Regions from separate parts of the Mus musculus genome. Here region 2 is linked to region 1. The links are chromatin contacts, called in public Hi-C maps. All regions are on one chromosome and are shown on one strand. The core of a region is the stretch at or near the end of the contact, and the rest is flanking DNA. Distances in the headings are between cores, read along the strand shown. Region 1 holds the start of Gm36857 (a long non-coding RNA gene). Region 2 overlaps Rapgef4 (Rap guanine nucleotide exchange factor (GEF) 4).

What was found. A called contact is a pair of places that touch in the nucleus more often than the background predicts.
Region 2: a Hi-C map of pancreatic cancer cells shows a contact between it and region 1, with 4 times the contacts expected there. The contact joins two enhancer-like sites. A contact is called at or near these places in 3 of 15 datasets of contacts at CTCF or cohesin (embryonic stem cells, large pre-B cells and pro-B cells), 21 of 484 Hi-C or Micro-C datasets (3T3-L1-derived adipocytes, B cells, the HPC-7 cell line and 8 more), 2 of 115 datasets of contacts at active chromatin or transcription factors (both in embryonic stem cells) and 1 of 9 other capture datasets (embryonic stem cells).

Annotation. Positions count from the first base shown.
Region 1 is chr2:71,584,325-71,591,795 of GRCm38.p6, reverse strand. Gm36857 (a long non-coding RNA gene) reads right to left here and starts at 467. Exons shown (of 3, transcript XR_374627.3): 1 at 364-467. Within about 2 kb of position 4,310, at least 1 of the 459 cell types and tissues checked has an H3K27ac peak or open chromatin away from gene starts, as enhancers often do. A contact at or near this core is called in pancreatic cancer cells, where this site is marked.
Region 2 is chr2:72,022,607-72,030,077 of GRCm38.p6, reverse strand. All of the region lies in intron 1 of Rapgef4 (Rap guanine nucleotide exchange factor (GEF) 4), which reads right to left. Among named protein-coding and RNA genes, the nearest start is that of Gm52555, 5.4 kb to the right of the region's middle. Within about 2 kb of position 3,392, at least 10 of the 459 cell types and tissues checked have an H3K27ac peak or open chromatin away from gene starts, as enhancers often do. A contact at or near this core is called in pancreatic cancer cells, where this site is marked.

The DNA.
Region 1 (7,471 bases), core at 3,061-5,560:
AGAAGCTAATATTAAAATTAAAAGGGTATAGAAATAAATCATTTTCAAAGGGAAATAACCCTAAATGTTTTGATGCTTTTTAAAATTATGGCTTCTGTTTTCTTTGAATTCTGATTTTTCCCTAATGAGTACAGGTTTTACTTAATGGGTAAAATTGTAATTGAGTATAAGACTTGAAGAGATTAAATGACGTTCTCGAGAAAGCCCTGGACCTCATATGGGGCTACCTAAAGAAAACGATGAGAAAATCAATCACGCAATCCCTTGAGAGGAGAGCTAGTGCGACCTAAAATTAGTCACCAGATAGAAGTCACAGAAAGTAAGGTAGAAGACCCTGAATATAGAAGTCCAGTTTCTTCCAACCTGAGAAATGGAGTTTCCCCAGAAGCCTCTAGAAGACAGAGTCAAAGTTGAATGTTGAAGTCGTGAAAGCCACATAAGGGGGCTACAGCGTCTCAGGAAGACCATAAAAGGACAGCTTTGGAGAAATTGTTCAGTCAGCAGGGGAAGGATGCCACAGCCAGAGACCCCCAAAGAAGAGGCGCCTGTCTAACGCGGGCCGCATGAGCTGTGTGAACTAGAGCAAACAGCCTTTCCTCAGCGCGCATGCGCTCCTCCTATCAGCCCTCCCAGGCTTGGCACCGCAACCACCCAGGGAGGTGAGTGCGTGCCACTCTCCTGGTAAATTGCAAGTTGTTCCTTTGTTGAAGAGAGCGGCTCAGGAGGGTTTCTAGAGTCTAAATTATATCCTGGTAAAACGAGGACCATACCCTGACATGGCAAGATGCTATTTCCTGGGTCTGTTTACTGCTTTTATTTTTCTCTTCCCTCTGACTTTAGAATTTACTAAACATCTTAGATGTACATTGGATCCATTCCTATACAGCTAAAGCTATCATCTGTTGCTTTTAAGGCGTTTGGAAGACAGGGGAAGCTTTCATTTTAAAATGTGAACAGTTCTAAGATGTTAAAGCATCACTGAGTGTGTTGCTATGCCTATAATTCTGGTACCAGGGCAGTGGAGGCAGGAGAATTGGAATTTCAAGGTCATTCTCTACTGCATAGTGAATTCAAGGATAGCTTGGGCTATATGAGACTCCATCCAAAATAAGTAAAATAAATAAATAAATAACTTTTCTTACATTTAAAAGCATCACCAGAGTTGGAGGTTTAGCTCAGTGATAGAGTGCTTGCCTAGTGAGCATGAAGCCCTGGGTTTGGTCCTCAGCTCTGGAAGCAAAGCAAAGCAAAACAAACAAACAAACAAACAAACAAACAAACAAGGATAATTGGCACATACAACCTTGCAGGGCGGTAGTGGCACAGGCCATTAATCCCGGCACTCAGGAGGCAGAGAAGGCAGATTTCTGTGTGTTTGAGGCCAACCTGGTCTACAGAGTGAGTTCCAGGACAGTCAGGGCTACACAGAAAAACCCTGGGTTTTTTTTTGTTTGTTTGTTTGGTTGGTTGGTTGGTTGGTTTGGTTTGGTTTTGGGTTTTGTTGTTGTTGTTGTTGTTGTTTTTTAAGTAAATAAATAAATTAATGCATCATCAAAATCCAAGCATCAGTGAATGGAATAAATTTGATAGTTCTAAAAATGATGCTAGCAACTTCAGACTGTGAAGCTAAATCCACAGGAAGACACTGAACTATACAGATTCATCATCTCACAATCACAGAGCATCTCTGTGCTTCGAGCCAAGTATCGTCCTAGTGCTGAAGAATGGACAGCTTAGGAGAAGCGTGGTATGTGGTGAAAAAGAGGCAATCCTTGCCTACCAGCACCTCCAAGCACGGCCACAGTAAGATATACCGGGCAGCTGGGACACTCGGCAGACATGGAGGCATCTTTCTGTTTGATGCCCAGAGATTGAACTCACCATGGTGGCGGGAGAGGGGGGTGTGTAGAAAGACAGATTTTCTGCAGGCAAAGCCATGAAAGAAGGACAATGAAGGCAGAAAAAGAGAAATATAGGTCAAAGCAAGAGAGAGGAGACTCCTTCCAGATGAGATTGCAGTTCCTGGGTTTCTCTATTACACACTTAGCTAGGCTGGAGTCTCTAGCAGTGGGGTCAAGTTTAAATAAAGTCCTCCCTGTGGCTTAGGAGATGAAGAGGGTGGTACATAAACTGGCCACGCAGAAGCAGGAGTAGAGAAAAGAACCGAGTCAGGCTCCTTTGCTTTGACGGCATCTCGGCCTACCCTAGTGAGGTTATCCTGCCTGTTTGGACAGCCCTGAGACTACGTAGTAAGAAAGAGACAGATATTTGGTACAATTGAATCTAATATGAACATTTTCAAACTAAGTATAAACGAAATACCGATCCTCTGATGGCAGACCAGACACCCACAGCTGCCACAATCCAACGAAAGACAGCAGCGAGCTTTCTTGGATGGCTGGAGACAGAAGTTGCCAGTCATCCTGTGAGATTAGTGTGGATTCCTGTGTAGCTACGGCTAGAAGGGAGGCCATCACAGCCTTGTAATTTTCTCAGACATTTGCCAAACCCTCAACAATGAGCCACCTCTATGGTTAACCACAGCAAGGACCATGCGGGAAGTAGTGGGACCAGATTCCGGCTCTGACTCAGCCTTGAGGGAATGTTTCTCCCTCTAGGAAATCCCTAATGACACAGTAGCTCTGCTGCATCTTCCATCGGTGGCCAACGGCTGACACACCTCGGAGCCACTGGTCTCTGGCCGTAGAAAGGACAATGGGAATGGTGCCTTGTAAAATGCTATGAAATCCTCCGGAATAGATTTGTCCACAGCCATATAGTAGATCATTGTGCAGAACGAAGGCCCTCTATCTACAATGTCCAGGGAAACCCTCTGCAATATGGTACCAGTGCAAAAAAGGCAAGCTACAGAGCATACAGTCCGATCTTACATGTTTAATGAAAATATACATGCCTAATTGCAAGTACATGGAAGTCTCTGGAATGAGCTAAAAGACGCTGTCATGTCTAGGGATAGGAGTTTTATTTGTGCCTGATTTCCTTCTGTGCTACTTTTACAACTTCAAAGGCATTTAAAATTCTTCCAGTTTATGTGATGGTCAAGGCTAAGAAAAAATCATGATAACTATAGCATCTCTGTGCTAAGCAAATGAAATGAAAACCACCCCCAAGCTTAGCTCTCTCTAGGCTAACGCCTTTCTTTATTAGTAAGGAACTCCAGTCGGTCCTACTACAGTGTTACTTAAAAATAAGATTGTTATTCTGGCCCAGAATTGTTCCAGTCTAAAAGAACTGCAGGGACAACAACAGAGAAGAGACTGAGGGAAAGGCACTCGAGTAAATGGCCCAACTTGGGATCCATTTCAAGGGAAGGCCCCCAAGGCCTGATACTATTACTGATGCTATGGTGTGCTTACAGACAAGAAGCCTAGCATGGCTGCCCTCTCAGAAGTCCAAAAGGCAGCTGAGACAGATGCAGATACTTACACCCAACCAATGGACAGAAGACAAGGAACCCCTGTGGTTGAATTAGGGAAAAGCTGGAAGGTGAGAAGGGTGACCCCATAGGAAGACCAGCAGTCTCAACTGACCTGGCCCCCTGGGATCTCTCAGATACTGAGCCACCAATCAAGCAGCAAACACCAGCTGGTCGGAGGTCCTGACACATATACAGCAGAGAGCTGCCTGGTCTGGCCTCAGTGGGAGAAGACGCTCCTAACCCTCAAGAGACTTGAGGCCCCAGGGTGTGGAAAAGCCTGGCAGGGGACAGTTGGGGAGAGGGGGATATTCTCTTGGAGACTGGAGGGAGGAGGAATGGGGTGGGGCACTGAGGGTGGGGGGAACAGGGAAGAGTACCATGGCTGGACTATTTTAAAAAGTAATAAAAAATAAGGTTTTTTATTATTTTAAATTATGTTCATGTATTTATGTAGGTGTGTTCAGGTGCCCATAGAGGCCAAAGGTGGAATTCTAGAGTTCTGAGCTTCCTGGCATGGCTGGGATGCCTTTGAATGTGTTGTTGGGTGGAGAGTGGCTTCTGTCTCTAACCAGGTTCTTGTCCTTCTTCAAGGGTGGAGTGGACAGACAGTAAAGGGTACTAAGAGGAGATACTTTACTGAAAATGAGTAAGGCATCTTAAGTCAGATTGCCGCGGGAGCTTTAAATAAACCAAATTTGAATTCTCCGTAGCAGAAGGACGCCATTACGATGCTAAAATGTTACAGCTAAACTGTAAACAGTAAACTGGGGTCCTCTGAACAGCTGCCTCTCTGCCTCGCTCTATCATGCTCATTTTCTGTTCCGTGGACTTCACAGTGAACAAATAGTAATAAAGGTCAGACATGGTGACTCGTGCTCAAAGTCCCAGCACGGAAGAGATGGGCGTGAGAGGGTCGGGCACTCGGGCTCAGCCTCAGCTACATCTAAGTAAGTCAATCTGAAACACATGTCTCAAGAACAAAGATAAAACAAAACTAACGGTATGTATGTGTACAAATTAGATGCATGGAAGGAGACATACACAAGGCTAAATGCTGAACAAGTACAGCTAACCACTCTTAACACTCAGAAACCTAACAATCCCTCCGCTCATTGTCTGGAAACAGCAACCCTCCTCGGTATGGGATGGTTTCTATCAAAGTATCCACCTCCAGGCTGCCAAAGAGCAGGCCCTACCCTGCCTGACCCTCTGCAGATGGAAAGAGCTTCAGGCATCAAACTCAGGGAGGACAAGACTCTCTGATAGACAGGAAACTCAAGCCTAGAGGAAAGGGAGATACAGAGAAAAACAAAACCCCTATTGTCAAGCTTCTGACAGCCACAGGGGATATGGGGGGGAGTGGGGGGAGACGCGATGACAAAAAAAAAAAGCCACCAAAAAACAATCAACAACCAGAAATGATGCTGACTTTCTTTCTTTATTTTTTGTTTTGTTTGTTTGTTTGTTTTGTTTTGTTTTTCGAGACAGGGTTTCTCTGTGTAGCCCTGGCTGTCCTGGAACCCACTCTGTAGACCAGGCTGGCCTCGAACTCAGAAATCCACCTGCCTCTGCCTCCCGAGTGCTGGGATTAAAGGCGTGCGCCACCACCACCGGTTTGATGCTAACTTTCAACAGCTCTCCCCTAATTGGATGGATATGAGAGATTCAACCAATCAGGGCCCAGCTGGTCAATCTCAGCACCTCGCTGCTCACTTTCCCCACAAAGCTCCAAGGAGAAGGAAGACACCTTGTATTAGTTACTTCGGTGCTGCTGGGATAAAACATCATCACCAAAGCAACTTCTAGAGGAAAAAAACGTTTATTTGGGCTTTCGGTTCCAGAGGGATCGGAGTCCACAAATGTGGAGGCATGAGTGAAATGGAGGCGTAATAGTCTGAACAGGAAGGAAAAGCTCACATCTTCAAACCCAAGCAGGAAGCGGGGAAAGCTAACTAGAAACGACAGAGGATTTTAAACTCTCAAAAACTGCTTCCGTGCCACCTAAACCTTCTCAAAAAGCGCCACCAACTAGGGACCTGGAGTTCACACAGACTTCATTCAGACTACCCCACACAAGACTTTAGAGCTGTATCCCAGCTCTGGCTTGGAGGCTTTCAGAGAAAACTCCTAGACTCACAAGGGGAGGGAAGACAGGGGAGACCGCTGGCTGCTCTAAGGCCCTGCAAGTGCTATAAGCTTCTCAGAGCTGCACAGGGGCTCTAAAAGGAATGGCTCCTGATTGGCATAAGGAGGCCTTTGGGGTGGAGGGCAGTCCAGCTGTAACATTTTAGCATCGTAATGGAGATCCTGCTGCTACGGAGAATTCAAATTTGGTTTATTTAAAGCCCCCGTGGCAATCTGACTTAAGATGCCTTACTCATTTTCAGTAAAGTATCTCCTCTTAGTACCCTTTACTGTCTGTCCACTCCACCCTTGAAGAAGGACAAGAACCTGGTTAGAGACAGAAGCCACTCTCCACCCAACAACACATTCAAAGGCATCCCAGCCACGAGTATTAGTTGAGGGACAAACAATATTCTAAGTTGTACCAACCAGAAACTTCTCTAAAATTTGGCATCTAAGTCCTGAAAGGAAAATGTGTCTCTTTCTCCAGGCCTTTGAGCAGTGTAGACAAGGACATGACCCAGCCAGGCAGAGGTGAACAGAGTTGAGACACAGTGGATGGAGAATGGGGACAGAGTTGAGAACGTCATCTGAATTCCTGAACCCCACCAAGCTTAAAGCCGAAAGCACTCTCTTGGTCTTCCCGTTCGTATGATCGATAAATCTAATGTCTTTGTCCACTTCATATCACTATCACTAAGTCTCAAGGGCTGAGAAGCTTATGAGGAAAAGAGGTTCATTTATGTCACCGTTTTGAAAGCTGGTTGTCTGTGATTGTCAGGCTCATCTGGTCAGCCTCTGGGGAAGGTCTCCTCGCTGTGGACAGATGGCATCACCGGGCAAGAGAAAGATCACACAGCAAAAGAAGAAGCAAGAGACAGGCTCACTGTTCCGTAATAATGGCTGTCATATAAACCAACTCACTTGTAAATCCCAGAATTAATGGTGGCCAGGATCTCACCCTTCAACACTGCACCTCACCTCTCAGCTGCCGCCATCTTTCAGGGTTATGATATTGGGAACCAAACATAAGTATGGTGATATTCTAATGTAATATAATGTAATGATCATCTTTTTACAGAGACAAACAGTGTCCAAATGAGAGCAGTTGGGCTTTCTTGATGTTTCCTTGTAACCTAAGAGCTCTTAACTAACTACTGTCACTTTTGTCTCATCAAGGGCATAAGCACCACTCCAGGATGGGGAATATCGGTCACATTCAAGATCCAAGTTTTATATTTTTATTCTGAATGTCATTGCCAAGTAGGAAATCCTATTTATTCTTCGGGAAAAGGAGATTCACGAATTCATTATATGGAAATACAATTCATCTGCAGCCAAGCCTAAGAAAAAAATAATTTCCTAGACATTTTCTGTCAAAAAAAAAAAAAAAAAGAGTTTCTATTGTACTTCAAAGGCAAACAGAGTCATCTGAAAATCAACCAGAGGAAGGAAGGAGGGTTGACCTCTGTCCTGATGATGTCGCCGTGCTAAGTGCCAGCCTCAGATTCTCCAAATTCCCAGCTTGCTGGTTTTAGCACTGCATTGTTGCTTATTTCTTGTCAAAAAAATATTCTCAACAACTGAATTATTCTTTTAAAACAAAGGGTCTCCCTGTGTAGCCCTGGTTGTCCTGGAACTCAGTCTGTAGACCAGGCTGGCCTTGAACTCAGAGATCCTCCTGCCTCTGCCTCTGGAGTGCTGGAATTGAAAGGCACGTGCCACCACCATGCCTGGCCGTGTTGTATAATCTAACGATAAGATCAGATTTAGAGAAGTAAAGAGTAAAGCTGTCCTTTCAATCACCAAGCGGGTGGGGAAGAGGACACAGGAGACACAGGCCAAAGGGTACAATGTACAACGTAGTCTAGAGGGATGAGTGAGACTGGTCTTTAAAAGTCAGTTGAT
Region 2 (7,471 bases), core at 2,143-4,642, 440 kb before region 1:
TTGAAATGTAGCTAGAATTTCAAGATTGATCAAAGTGCTGCCCAGAGAGTGTGTGTGAGCTTGGAGGGAAACACTGTCAGCACAGCAAAAACAGCAAGGTGTCCCTCGGAGGGCATCCAGCCCAGTTGGGCATATGCCACACGGTGGTCGGCAGCTACAGGGGGTCAGGGCACCACAGGTCAGGTGTGTGGTTGGGACTGTCCAACACAAAGCAAGCATGGAAATTACCCCAGGAGGGATTGCAAGGCCAGTAACTGAAAATGAGACTGAGGTGGTGGGAAAATAGGAAGAGATGAGGGTCCCTCTTCCCTCCCAAAGGAAAGCAGACCCCCTGTTTACGCCCCACCCCCAGAACACCCTTTGCTAGGAAGGCAGACCAGGGCAACTGTAGCTTGTCAGCTTAACACTACATAGGAGAAACTGAACACTCAAAAGCAGCCAAAGAAAAATGTACCTCCGTGAAGTTCAAAGGAAGTCAGATCAGCAAGGTTCAAACCCAGACTTTAAGTCACAAAAGATCAATGGTTTTGTGCAGTCCTAACACAAAGGTCTCAGTCATGTCGCCCGTGGTTAAACATTTAAGTTCCCCAAAGAGTGAAAAATGATAATTTTTTCAATTAAAAATTTATAATTTTTTAAAAATTTATAATTTAAAAATTTAATTAAAAAATTATAAGTTGCATTTATTTGTTTTGTGTCTGTTTCTGTGTCTGTGTGTTTGTATGTGTATATGATTATGCAGTACTGGAAACTGGACTCAGAGCCTGATGCATGCTTGTCACTCTGCCAGCTCTGACCCAGAGCTTCACTCGCTGGTCCCTGTACCAGATCTGCTAGTCCCACTGTTTCCATCTCAAATGTCTCCCAAGGATTAGTGTATGTGTTCCAGAACACTGGGCATAAGGTTAGTGAAATACACTTGAATTAAAATGACTTTGTAGCTCAGTTTGACTCTTCATTTTAACAAGGAGATGATGTTTAAAAAAAAAAAGATATTTCCCTCCCTTAATGAGCAATTACCAAAACTATAATAACTCATGAGACCTTTATAAATTACACAAGGCTACAGAAGCTAGTCATAGTAGTACCATCATCAATATGATCATTAGCTGTCATGACCTTTAAAAATCTAAGGAGGGGCTGAGAAAATGGTCTGTGGATAAGGTGAGATCCAGATCCAGTGAGAGACTCTGTCTCAAAAATTAGGGTAGAGAATGACAGGGGAAGACATTGAGCGTTGGCCTCTGGCCTACACACACACATAGATATGCATAAGCACATAAATGTAACACACACACAGTGTCTAAAGAAAGCAATGAATACAAAGCTTGAGATATACTCTAGCATACTGTGTGCCTTTTGTAGGATCTTTAGACATGTGTGTATTCTTTTCTATTATAGCTATAAGATCTTAAACAATACATACTTAACAACCCCAGTCTTTATAACACTTAGCTTTACAAAGAGTTTTGACACTAATGGAAATTTTTGATCATCGTGGCCTATTAGAGAAAGCAAGAATAATGAATCCCATTTTACACTCAAAAACATTTAGACACATAAGTCAGTATGCTGAAATCATGTGTATTTATAATGCAGCGATGATGTAGAGGTGTCAAAGGTCTTTGAAACTCAAGATGTTTGCCACTTATCAGGTTATCGTCTTAATTATACAATTATTAACCACTCAGAACACTATTTACTCTTTCCTAATTGCAAGTTTTTCCAACAATGTCAATGAAATTCAGAAAGAAGGAGTTGATGACGGTTCACTCAATCTGCATATATTTACTAAGGAGGGAAGTAAAGCTATCTAGTGCCATACAGACCATGACTTGTGTGCCCAGAGTGAGGGGCATCTGTGCACATACAGCCGTTCCCAGTCAAGGGGAAAGGAGTTCAGAAAAGAAGGAGGTGTCACTATGGCTAAAATTCTAGCAAGATCTCATGAGTACTTTGTTTTAAAAGCCCTAAAGCTTTAAAACAAACAAACAAATAAAACACTTCTTCTCATTTCTCCTTTTGTAACTATAGCAACACTGTTAGCAACTGCATCTGTAAAGTTTCTGTTATCACTTCAGTTTTCTCCCTAGAGAGTCCTAACCTCCTGACTCCTCCCCCTGCCAGTTGCCCATCCATTCACTACACACATGCATGCACACCTATGTATACACATATACACAAGCTGATACAGGGATCCCTACATAGGAGCACATATATAAACATGTACACACACCCCTCAACTCAGTTACCCAAAATTTTCCTTTGTCTTCTGTGATGCTTGATTCTGTCAGTGTGCTCATAGCTACCCAAGGCCTGGCAAGGTCTTTCCAGCCCTTCCAATGGCTATGCATTTGCCACTAAGAAGCAGAGGCCACAGGGTTTGCAGATTGCTGCCTAGTAGCCAGTCTGATAGGATAAATGCTGTGAAGGTGGGTACCTTTGGCTGGCCATGCCAAGGCAGGTGTGTCACTAAGAAATGATGCCAGGAAACAGATCTAGTCTAAGAGGTTTATTAGAGAAGTAGAGGGAGCAAAAGGCTGTCTTGGAGTGTGGACATGATGGTAAGATAGAGACAGGCAGGCAGACAGACAAACAGATAGGGAATGAGAGAGAGAATGAACAAGACAGAGAGAGTAGGGGAGCAAAGGGGGAAGGAAGGAGAGGGGAGGAGAGAGGAAGAGATTGAGAGAAAGAGAGAGAGAAATTGACAGAGAGGGAGCTGGGGTGGCACCCCTTTTATGCATGGCACACCTGGCACACCTGGCACCCCCGGCACATCTGGCAGCAAGTGATTACATAAGCTCTGCTAGATCCCTGAGGGCAGGCTGATGGAAATGCCTGATTTTTAATACAGCCTACCTGATTTTACATCTCTATAAAATAGTGAAAAGGAAAGTGCCCTTCAAGGTTCAAATTTAAGAAACAGTAAACATTAGTCTTTTCTGTCAACCGCTAGAAAACTTTTGTTTGCAACAAGGAATTCAAACCTTACTATCTCTCCTGTTTTTTAAGGCTTTTATGTAAATATTTTCCTCTTACCACACCTTGCAAACCCCAAATGCAAATGTTTTAAGCAACACCATCCTTTCTACACTTACTTACACACACACACACACACACACACACACAGAGAGAGAGAGAGAGAGAGAGAGAGAGAGAGAGAGAGAGAGACAGAGAGAGAGAGAGAGACAGAGAGAGAGACAGAGAGAGAGAGAGAGAGAGAGAACCCTTATTCATTCATTCTTGGAACTTATAAATGACTTAAGTGTCCTGCTCCTTCCCACTTGCCTTCATTTTCTCTGTGACAATTCTTTTAAAGTAGCCAGTCATGAAACACAGTGAAGTCAGATCCCAGCCAATGGGAAAAAGCCACAGTCACCGCTTACATTAGACTAAAATCCTGAGTCAACTTCCTGTCCCTGTGTCCCTGATCTGTTTTCATGAGTAGTTCACCCTTCTGATGAGAAGTCAAGCTTTGCCTTGTTGAGACACTAACTGGAGTGGTGGTGGTCTCTTTGTGACCCTGAACTTATTTCTAACAAAAATGAGATCAGAGATTGTGGCTGGGGATCATGAAGACCACCATTTTGGCCTTGAACAAAGGTTAGGAGGCCCATATACCTTCACCTCCCCGTTGGATACAGCCACTATGTCACAGGTTCCACAGGGGACTGAAAGCCACTGCTCTGTGGCCCTTGAAAAATCTCACTGTTACCTGGAGACCAGGTAAGGCTTAAATCACATCTGGCATTTGTGAGTGAATGGGGAGGGAGGGAGGTCTTTTGACCACATTCCGTGCAGTCTTTTGTTTCTTCAGATTTAAACCACAATACAAAATCAAAGTACAGCCTTGTCTAGGGGATGAAGATGTAGCTCAGGTAGATCACTTGCCTGGCACGTACAAGGTTGGTCCTCAGTAAAGAAAATAAAAGGCTATATCAATTTCAGAAGCCCACTTCCAAACATCTCTTGATTGTGCCTTAGTATCTGAGGTCAGGACAGCACCATCAGGCCATGCACACACCCTCAGCCACAGGCTCTGCAGATGTCAGCTGAAGTAGACCACCCCAAATGCACACAGAGCAGAGTACTACAATATGCTTGTCCTGCTAGCATTAGGGTAAAAGACAGTTTCGTTTAATCTTTTACATTCTGGAAGAGTGTCCACGATGAGTCAGGTAACAGATGCTTTTTAAAAAATGTTTCAGGCTAAAACAGAACTAGTGACTTTTTCTGGAGGTGATTCACAGAAGAGTCAGCGAGAGAGTCTCATGAGGCTGGTGCGAGAGTCAGGTGCTCCTGAATTTTTTTTTTTTTTGCTTGCTTCTTGTTTGTTTGTCTGTCTGCGTGTGTGTCTATCTGTCTGTCTGTCATCTGTCTGTTTTGGAGTCAAGGTCTCATAGACCAAACTGGAATGTCTAAGCAGTTCAGGTTGGCTTTGAATTTATAATCTTCCTGCTCTTACCTCCCCAGTGCTAGGTTACAGGTATGAGGTACATACCTGTCTACTAATTATCCCATTCTTAAGCAATGAGAATGGAAGCATGAATTCTATGCTGTGGAATTGTATATTCTATTCTATATGCTATTCCATATGTTGTATATCTAAGCCAATAGTCTACGGCAGTATCACTTAGGGTCATAAAGTCTTGTCTATACTGAGGCAAGAAAACTGACATTAGTTAGCCTGGGCCAGTAATTTTCTGGCTAGAATCATCTAGGCCTATCCTAAGCATGGGACACATAATCAGAGGCATCAGAAGAAGGAAATAGATTTTCAGCAGGAAAGGTTTGAAAAAGACTAGCAAACTGAACCAGCTGGTTGGGAATCTTACTAAGAGAAAAGTGGTTTCTGAATTAGTTATGAAGCCATGGACCTTCTTAGCCATTTGTTTTGATCCCAGCTCTTCATGGAATATTCCTTGCATATTTCTGCCTCCCCATCCAGCACCAAGTATCTCTCAACACCTGCTACTGGTGCCCCTGGTGAACCCAAAGGAGAAGTGAGCAACAGCCAAGCCCAGCCCTGATAGGTGTGGCTGGTTGTAGTGGTTAGAATGAGAATAGCTCCCATAGACTTCTGTATTTAAATACTTGGTCCCCAGTTGGTGGAACTGTTTGGGAAGGATTGAGAGGTGTGGCCTTGCTGGAGGAGGTGTGTAACTGGGTGTAGGCCCACACCATTTCAGTTAGTTCTCTGCTTCCTGCTTGTGCACCCAAAATAATTCTTAACTACTGCTTCAGCAGTATGCTTGCCTACCTGCCGCCCAGCTCTCTGCTATAATGGTCATAGACTTATACTCTGAAACTATAACACCAAAAATTCTTCCTTCTATAAGGTGCCTTAGTCATGATCTCTCTTCACAGCAACAGAAAAGTAACTAAGACACAGGCTAACCAATGTTCATATTGGATAATCCAGAATGGTCATTTAAGTACCACAGAGAATGACAATTCATTTGGTTGTTTTTCCTAATAGGAAAGTTTTATTTATTAAAATATTCTAGCAGGGCATGATGCCACATCTTTAATCCCAGAACTCAGAAGGAAGAGGCAGGGGGATACCTGTGAGTTTGAAACCATCCTGGTCTACATATCAAGCTCTAAACAAGCCAAGGCTAGTGATCCCCTATCTAAAAATGAAAATAAAAATCTATGGCATAATTTGGTGTTAGAATACATGTTATCAATGTGGGTCCTGAGTTTAACCACACACAAACACACACACACACACACACACACACACACACACACACACACACACACACCTCTCGTTTTACTATTAAAGGAAGAAAAACTTTCACTTCACACTGTGATGGCGTGCCAGACTAATTCTTGCAGAGCAAATAGAAATTGAGCAAATACACAAAGCACCTGCTTTCAGAAAATAGATAACAGGCAACACTGGACTGTGGTCCAAGCAAGAAGAGAAACACAAGAGGGAAAGAAGGAGTCATATAACTGTCTTGTTGTTTGCTGATGTTCTATGTGAACCACGGGCAAAGAGGAGGCATGGTGGACTCACTGGGCCGGTAGTGGCAATTTGCAGTGAAGTGACTCACAGAATAGGCCATGGAAGGAGTGTACTGAGGGTGGGGCCTTATGGAATCATTAGCTGCACATGCACAGGCTGGAGAGGTCTGGCTGAGCACAGCTTTATAGAAGAGTTCTTCAGGATCCTATAGGTCAGGCGTTCTCACAGAACCAGGAGCTCTGAACAGCCGAAAAGGACAGAGTTCTCCAACCACACCTCGTGCATTCAACTCAGACTCCCCAAACAGTACTCCAGCCCACACCATAGACTTCTCCAGACAAGGTCTAAAAATAAGCCTGGTAGAATCAAGTTATCAGTCAGTAAATTAGCTACCTATGAGAGTATAAGCTGGCCTTCTTTTTAAAAAAGAAAGAAAAACCAACCTCTCCATTATCATAACATTCAAAATGTCTAATAATACTCCATCATAAAATACTATAAATCCAGATAAATGGAAAAGTAGAAACAGATCTAGAGATGTGGAAAATAGCAAGAAAGAACATTAGAATGGCCATGGTAAATGTGCTCAAGAATTTAAAGGAAAAGGTTGACATAGTGAATGAACAGACAAGAAACAGCAGTGGTAAAAGCTTTAAAGTTTGTTTGTTTGTTTGTTTGTTTGTTTGTTTGTTTTTAACACAAATGGGAATTCTAAGGCTTAAAAATACAAAAGGCTTTTTAAAAAACCACACACCATATGGAATTAAGAGCAAATTGTCTACTGTAGAGAAAAAATGTCAGTAAACAAAGAGGCTGGCGATAATGAGCAGAGACTCAGTGGCCTGTGGGACAAAACCAAGAGAGTTGAGTACACCTGTGATAGAAGCTACAGATAGGGGAAAAAGAGGAAAAAGAAAAAATACTTGAGAAATGGTGGCTGACTTCTTTGTAATTAAACATGATGTCAATAGTACAAGCATCTAAACTATCATAGTAACATTTTTGCTCTATAAAAGAGGAGGATTAAAGATGACCACAATTGTTTTGCCATTTCCATCAGGAGGTAGAACTTCAGGGCTGGAGAGAAGGCTCGACAGTTAAGATCCCTGGCTGCTCTTCCTGAGGAACCAGGTTCAAGTCCCAGCTTCCGCATGGTAGCTCACAACTGTCTATAACTCCAGCTTCAGGGCCTCCTAGGAAGCCAGGCGTACACATGGTGCACACATACGTACAGGAATAACACACCCATGCACATAAAATAAAAAATAAATGTTCAAGCAAAGGTTTTGGTTTGGGGTGTTTGTGGGCTTCTTTTCCTGCTTTCTGCGCACACACCAGCCCTGCAGAATGTCAGCAGAATGAGACAGGCCTTCAGCTTTGATTCTCCTGAGCTCTACTGTCCCTGCAAGCAGTTTAATTTACCTGATTCATAACTTTGTAAGGTGATGTGGGGCTAAGCTTGGTCTAGAATCTTAGCCAGCTTTAGGAAAGTCC